Regions from separate parts of the Oryctolagus cuniculus genome. Here region 1 is linked to region 2. The links are chromatin contacts, called in public Hi-C maps. All regions are on one chromosome and are shown on one strand. The core of a region is the stretch at or near the end of the contact, and the rest is flanking DNA. Distances in the headings are between cores, read along the strand shown. Region 1 has its middle 46 kb from the start of ASB13. Region 2 overlaps NET1 (neuroepithelial cell transforming 1).

Region 1 (3,623 bases), core at 109-2,608, 210 kb before region 2:
ATCACAGGACTACATTCCACAGGATGAGTGGAGAGGAGTCCCGGTGTTCCTGGCTCCCTTTCTCCTTATTGCTTCTGTGTAGATGGCATGCCCCTCCTCCATCTTCCTCCTGCTCTCTGAGCTTCCTTCTCTCAGGGCCTTCTCTCCCTTTCCTGGGCTGTTCTTCGATGACCTCACCATCCTGGAGCTGTTCTGTCTCAGAGACCTGATAAACCACTGGCATGAAGAGAACAGTGCATTTTGTTCCTTATCTCTGGAAACAAATGTTTACTTTAATAAGAGCTTTCTGGAGGCAGTGTCTTCAGAGCCTCGTTAGGACACAGTGGGGCTTGACCTAGGTACATTTTGCTTTCTTTTGGAGAAGAAAAAACAAATTGAAAGTTCTATTTTATGAATGTGTTAGTTCAAAGATAAACATAATGCAGGCTAGATTCCTGGTGAAGTGTTCATTATTTCCTTTTGATTTTAAAAGGAATGGAAGTAGGGGCCGGCACTGTGTAAAGGGGGTAAAGCCACTGCCTGCAGTGCCGGGATCCCATATGGGTGCCGGTTCTAGTCCCAGCTGCTCCACTTCCAATCCAGCTCTCTGCTGTGGCCTGGGAAAGCAGTGGAAGGTGGCTCAGGGCCTTGGGCTCTGCACCCATGTGGGAGACCTGGAGGAAGCTACTGGCTCCTGGCTTTGGGGAGTGAACTAGCAGATGGAAGACCTCTGTCTCTCTCTCTCTGCCTCTCCTCTCTCTGTGTAGCTCTGACTTTCAAATAAACAAATCGATCTTAAAAGAAAAAAGTGGAAATAAAAACATCGTCATGAGCCCCTGAAAGTGTCATAGGCCCCAGACATTGTTCCTATAGTCCCTGGATCGTATGATGCTGCCAAGTGTCCTACCTGTTATAACATCCATCCCTAAGATGGGTTGCCCTGGGAATTCCCTGGGGAAGTGGTCCTTCTAGGGTTCTATCACTGCTAATCACTGAAACAAATTACTAATTCCTGAGACCATCTTTTTAATGTCACCATTAAGCTCTTTTAAATTTGGGATCCTCTGCATGCCTTTAGTTTTCATGAATGAGAGTCAGGGGCTCATCCCAAAATATTGTTCAGCCACTGGTCATCCAGAAATTTATGGTGACTTGCGTTTCTGATGCACCAGTTTCCTTAACATTATTGATCTTGTTGCATAGTTTTTAGTGCAGGCAGAGGCCAAGCTCTGCAAGTGGCGGGGCCAGAATTTTGTGCGCCAAGCCTGGCATTTAGACATCTGGCCACATGAGGGCATTGACGCGCCAGCCTGGTACTGCACGAAGTGACCTGTGGGAGCCAGATCTGGCCTGGCAGGAAGGAGTGTCTGGGGCTTGCCAAGCTGGTTGAGGCCTGAGCCAAGCAGGGTGTTGTCCAGAAGGCCCTTTGCTTCCCGCAACCCTGAATAACCCCCATAACTCTGGAGACACTGAAGGAAACACCGGTCTGAGGTGGAGATAGATTGCCAGTCGTTATGTCATTACTGAGCTGGAGGAAGAATTGCCCCCTTACCAGAAATACCAAGGGGAGGAATGAAAAATGTTTCTAAGACCATTTCCTGCTCTCAAAATATTAAAGCAATTTAAATGCTAAATTTTATTTTTTCAAGATGTACAATGTGGTGCTTTGATATAGGTATACACTGTGAAATGACCACCACAATCAAGCTAATGTATCCATCAACTCACATAGTTGTGGTTTTTTGAAGAAATTCTTTATTTATTTAATCTATTTGAGAGGCAAGACAGAGTGAGAGAGACTGACAGAATTCTCCCTTTTTTTGGTTCATTCCCCAAGTGCATGCAACAGCCAGGGCTAGGCCAGGCTGAAGTCAGGAGTGGGGAGGTTGATCCATTAATCCCACAAGGATGGTAAAAACCCAGCTACTTGAGGCATTATCATTGCTGCCTCACAGAGGGCTCATAAGCAGGAAGCTGGAATTGGGAACAGAGCCAGGACTTGAACCTAGGCACTCCGATATAGGATGTGGATATACCCAATGATAGCTCAACTGCTTTATCAAATGCCTTCCCTAGCTGTGAGTTTTTTCTTTGTAATCAGAATATTTAAAATCTTCTCTCTTAGCAAATTTCAAGTATACAATAGTTTTTTAAAGAGGTTTATTTTATTGATTTGAAAGACAGTTACAGAGAGAGGTAGAGGTCTTCCATCCACTGGTTCATTCCTCAAATGGCTGCAATGGCCAGAGCTGAGCCGATCTGAAGCCAGGAGCCGGGTGCTTCTTCCAGGTCTGCCACATGGGTACAGGGGCCCAAGGACTTGGGCCATCTTCTACTGCTTTCCCAGGCCATAGTAGAGAGCTGGATCAGAAGTAGAGCATCTGGGACTCGAACTGGTGCCCATATGGGATGCCAGTGCTGCAGGCTGGGGCTTTAACCCACTGCACCACAGTGTCAGCCCCTACAGTAGAGTTTTATTAACTATACTCACTATGCTATACAGTAGGTCTCAAACAATTTATTCATCCTACATTATTGAAGTGTTGTGCCTTTTGACCAAATCAGATTTCAATACCGCAGAAAATACAAAATGGTAGAAGCTTGCATTTCATGATGCTGCTGATTTTTGTTAGGCTTGGCTATTACCTTGCCTGGGTGATCTTGGACAAGTCTCTTTCCCTCTCTGACTCCCTTTCTTTGTGTGTTGTTGGATTTATCCTTTCAGTGGGCCCCTAGCCTGTTTAAGAGAGTTTTGGGGGGTTGGTAGGGGAGCCTATGTAAACTTTGATTTCCAGGCACTGGTTGAAAAAGACCTGGCTGGTGTCTGTCTCAGAGGAAAGTGGGCAAGATACAGGCTGCAAGGTGATCTTGGTGCCTGGAGACTAGAACCTTCCACTGTCCTCCTGCTGAGGCCTGGAGTAACAACTGAATCTTGGTAGAAAAAAAAAGCCAAGAGAGTGGAGCTCAAATGAGTGGGTCCAAATTCTACCCGTTCATTCGGCACCCATAGGCATCTGGCAATGGCTCTCATGTGGTCTCGTTCAGATACCACTGCAGGGGGTAACTGACTGTTGGCTCTTCATTTTAAGTACCTCTACAAAGGTGTCAACCTCTCTAGCATTTAACCATCTCTGTATCTCAGCACTTGATCCCTAAGCAGTGGAGCAGAAGTGTTAGCTGAGTATTGACTGAATATGTAGAGCTCTAGGTTCCTCGCTCCTTGACTGATTTCCTAGGTCTATGCCCTCAAATCTGCATTCTTTTAACCCTCTGCCATCCAGGTAACATACTGCCCTAGAAGTGTGTTGACAAGATGAATCATTTTCTTTAATGGGTGGTTTCCCTTCCATCCTTTCTTTTGTTTCTTTTTGCATTAAATCATATCTTAGCACGTTGGAATTCTGGGAAGAAGGATGTAAAAATAGCCGTTCTTCAGAATGAGTGTTTTCCCATCTCTTGTTTAGTCTGGAGCTGTGTCCTCGGCCTCTGCCAGGCTGTGGTCACTGTGGAATGCACTGGTGGCAGTACGTTCCCTAGTACCCCTGCAGCTCCCTTGGCAGTGCAAGCCCTGCCTGCTCTTGCCTTCAGCCTGTGAGAGCCAGGGTAGTGAGGCTACCACGAATCATAGAAGTGGATGAGGACAC
Region 2 (3,723 bases), core at 78-2,577:
ATAATGAATCCCACATATCTATCACTCAGATTCAGTAGTTTCTGGTATCATATTTTGTTTCACTTCTGCCTCTACTTGAATATTTTCAAGCAAATCCCAGATATTTTATAATTTCATTTTTAACTATTTCAGTTACAGAGTAACCTCTAAAGAAATATGACATCTGAATAGGTCAAAATGCATTCAAGTGGTTAAATGAGCTCTTAGGTTCTGGAATCAGAATGACTGGCTCAAATTCGGGCTCTCATACTTGTTGGGGGTACATCTGGAGCCTTAGCCCACTCATTTGCAAAATAGGGTTAATAGCAGGGGTCCTCTTATAAAGTTGTTGTGATCAATCAATCAGTAAATAGAGCTCAGAACAGTGCTTGGTACATACCAGATTTTAATTATTATGAACACTTTTTTAAGGAATATTTCCACTTACTACATAAACATTGGAATTTATAAATAATTAGATCCTCAACCATATATTTATTAACAAAGAAAAAATATACACAAATTCAGAGGAATCAGTTATTGTTCTACATGTATTACTTAAAAATATTATTGATATGGCAAACATATCACTTATCATTCCAGGATCTCAACATTTCACAAAAACTGGATCATCTAATTTTACTGCTAGGAAAATGGAGGCATATCACTAGGTGACTGGCATAGTTATTGAAATAAAGAAAGTCAGATCATAAAACAGGTAGATTTATTCTTTATAATGTCTAAGGAGCATACTTAGCTTTTTTTTTTTGTATTTGGTGTCTTTCACAATTGTGGCAAACTCAACAAAATAATTCTTAAGGATATATATAATTAAAAATTATATTAGAATCACCATGTAAAAATAAAGATTATTTAAAAATAATGGAATTTTTTTCCTAAAAATTCTTGACATGACTAAAGTCATATAAAAAGAGGTGAGGAAAGTGAATAAAAATAATCCCTTTCAAGAAATTTAAGAAGAGACTGATAAAGTCTAAAAATTATTTGAAAAGAAATTTAGGTGATATAAAAAAAGCAATTAAGACTTAATCAAAGCTGCTGAATGGATACATATATATATATATATTAAAAACACGAACTACTAGAGTAAAGAGACTTTGTAGATAAGGAAAATTCAGAACTATGAAGAATTTAAGAGGTGGAGTTGTAGATGACTTTTTCTACCCCCTAAATAAATGAACTCCAAAGGCAAACTCTGAATAAAGCCACTAATGAGCAAATGTTAAATGAACTGAAATAAAGACCTTTGAGCTGTATGGTAGGATGGCACGAGCTGTGCGGCTGGGGACATATGTGAATGCCTTTACCACACACATCTGTGCAGACTGAGTGACACATGCGTGTGCAGAGGCAAGCACAAGGCATTCCTTTCCATTTAGTAAAGACAGAACAAAGAGTCTCCTGTTTGAATGGATTGAATTACCTCACAAAGTTAATGCCTACTACATTAACGCCTTCTACATCAACTAGAAAAAAAAAGCAGTTGTCACAAAGTTTTATTCTTCTTTTTTGCAAACAGAGGTTAACTCTTCTTTGATTAAAGCATAATAAAACTGACTTCCTAGTAAATCACAAAACATTTAAATTAAATTTAAATTTAAATTCACCTTATGGTGAATTTTAAAAGAAAGTTAAAGAAGAAAAAAATTTTTGGTATTTGCTATATTATATAAAATCAAATTAATGATAAATGTTCTCACCTCTATAGTTACTGTAACAACTAATTTCCTGGTAACTCAAAATTATGTGATATTTAAAATGAACATCACAGAATTTAGGTAACTAAATGTAAATATGTCTAAAAGATATTTCTAAAATGAATATGGATTTTGTTTGTGCAGTATCTTCAGGGTGGCAGGATATTATATTAATCAGTATTTGATTGTTGAATATGTTTCATAATTTTAAAAACTCAACTACAATCTCTCTTTCACAAAGGTCAAGTTACTCTTCAGAGCTGATCAAGTATGGCATGTTTTGGTAACAAAGTATGGTAACTAAATCAGGAAATAAGGGTTTGGGAGGGACAGAAATGGTCCTCTACAGTTTTGCTTTTGGGAATCCAATAGTAACTGTCTTACTCAAAGGACATATGTGAAGAACAGCGGACAAATACAACACAAGCTTTGGCATATGTATTTCAAAAGGATAAAAAATTTTAACAAATAATAAGTGTGATTATGAAATATGAAAGTATAATACTGAAAGTATTGTAAAAATATATTTATAATACTGAAAGCATTACAAAAGTATGACACTAATTTCAAGACACATATACTATTTGAAAAAAAAAAAAAAGTCAAACAGAAGACTTCTGTGGAAGAATGTTATAGATTAGACATCTGTGGGTCACCTAAAACACTAGGAAAAACTTTGTCTCCTTTGGAATACAGGTGAGTTACAATCAAAAGTACTTACTTTATGATCTGATTTGTTTACTAAGATCCTAAGCATTTGTACTGTCACAAAACATTTCTAAGATGAGGCTTTCAGAGAACTGGTACTACACTCACATTCGTGTTTCCCCATGGACTGGATGCAGGAATACCATTTAAAAGTGATCCAGGAAAACAGCAGGAATATATCTTACCACCACCAAAAGTAAAAGCTCATAATGTTTGTTGTTGTTATTGTTTATTTTTGTTTTGGAGTGCTGGAAACAAGTTATGGAGAATATTAAGCTGAAAAATGTGGATACTGAAACTATACAACCTTCTCAGAAGGCAGCCTGAAAATCCAGGGGTATAAAAACGAATACCAAGAGCTTTACATGCTCAAACCTTTTAATTGTAGGCAGCCTTTCACCAGGGCTAAAGTTCACCTGAAGGGGAAAAACCCAACATTCTCTAACGTAAGTTTATGTTGTTTATTTAGGTTAATTTTTAATCAGACTATTTAGTTTAGCTAGGTAGTCACATGAATTATTATACGGAATCTGCCTTCAGACTGGGTTTTCAATTAATAAATTCTCATAATCCACTTGCAGTCAGGTTTTATGTCCTAACAAATTTTCTGGTTATCCATCAACAGAAAATTTTTAAGAATAAGGTCTTTATTGGGATGTACCTTACACGTAAATGCAACCACATGGAAAAATCCTTTTATGAATCTAGTTTTTTATAAATAGGTTTTTTATTCTAATGATGCCATTTAGAGGACATATTTTAGAAGGGTATCTTCTTTAGTAAGTCAAATCAACAGAGTTAAAAATATACCAGTATGTGTCTGGGTATATTCATCTTGGGTTACTACAAAAATAGTCTTCTCTCCTACCTGGCAAGAATTTTAAAAAAGGAATAAAAACAAAAAGGTTATTTAAGAAGAATTTTAAAATAAACTCTGATTAATTGGGATTTCTTCCTCTTTCTACTTAGTAATAGACTATTCTAATTGTTTATTTAAGGCTGTGTTGTTAGTTCTAAAACCCTGACAACATCCTTGATGTTTTTAATCTTCAGAATAAACGGATGCCAGGAACATGTTTGAGAAACAGAAAAGACTAGCTAGTTCTTGATGGTCCAAAAAATGACCAGTTTTAGTGTCTGCACTGATGACCTCATGTATGACTTGTTCTATGCAAAGGAAATGCTTATACATTTAGAAAAAACTGATGCAAATGAGCAAAATGCAAAAACAAATAAGCCAAACTGCACAGAACAAAAGCATACCTCATAAAGAGGAAGCTAGTTTAAGTACCAAAAGGTGTATGTATATGAGTGACAA

Evidence for each region. Hi-C and Micro-C count contacts between places; a contact is called where the count stands out from the background.
Region 1: a contact with region 2 is called in a Hi-C map of liver, with 13 times the contacts expected there. The contact joins two enhancer-like sites. A contact is called at or near these places in 6 of 6 Hi-C or Micro-C datasets (ear pinna, embryonic fibroblasts, liver and 3 more).

What each region holds. Positions count from the first base shown.
Region 1 is chr13:79,512,211-79,515,833 of mOryCun1.1, reverse strand. No RefSeq gene overlaps it. Among named protein-coding and RNA genes, the nearest start is that of ASB13, 46 kb to the left of the region's middle. Within about 2 kb of position 1,358, at least 4 of the 8 cell types and tissues checked have an H3K27ac peak or open chromatin away from gene starts, as enhancers often do.
Region 2 is chr13:79,298,240-79,301,962 of mOryCun1.1, reverse strand. All of the region lies in intron 3 of NET1 (neuroepithelial cell transforming 1), which reads right to left. Among named protein-coding and RNA genes, the nearest start is that of NET1, 48 kb to the right of the region's middle. Within about 2 kb of position 1,327, at least 2 of the 8 cell types and tissues checked have an H3K27ac peak or open chromatin away from gene starts, as enhancers often do.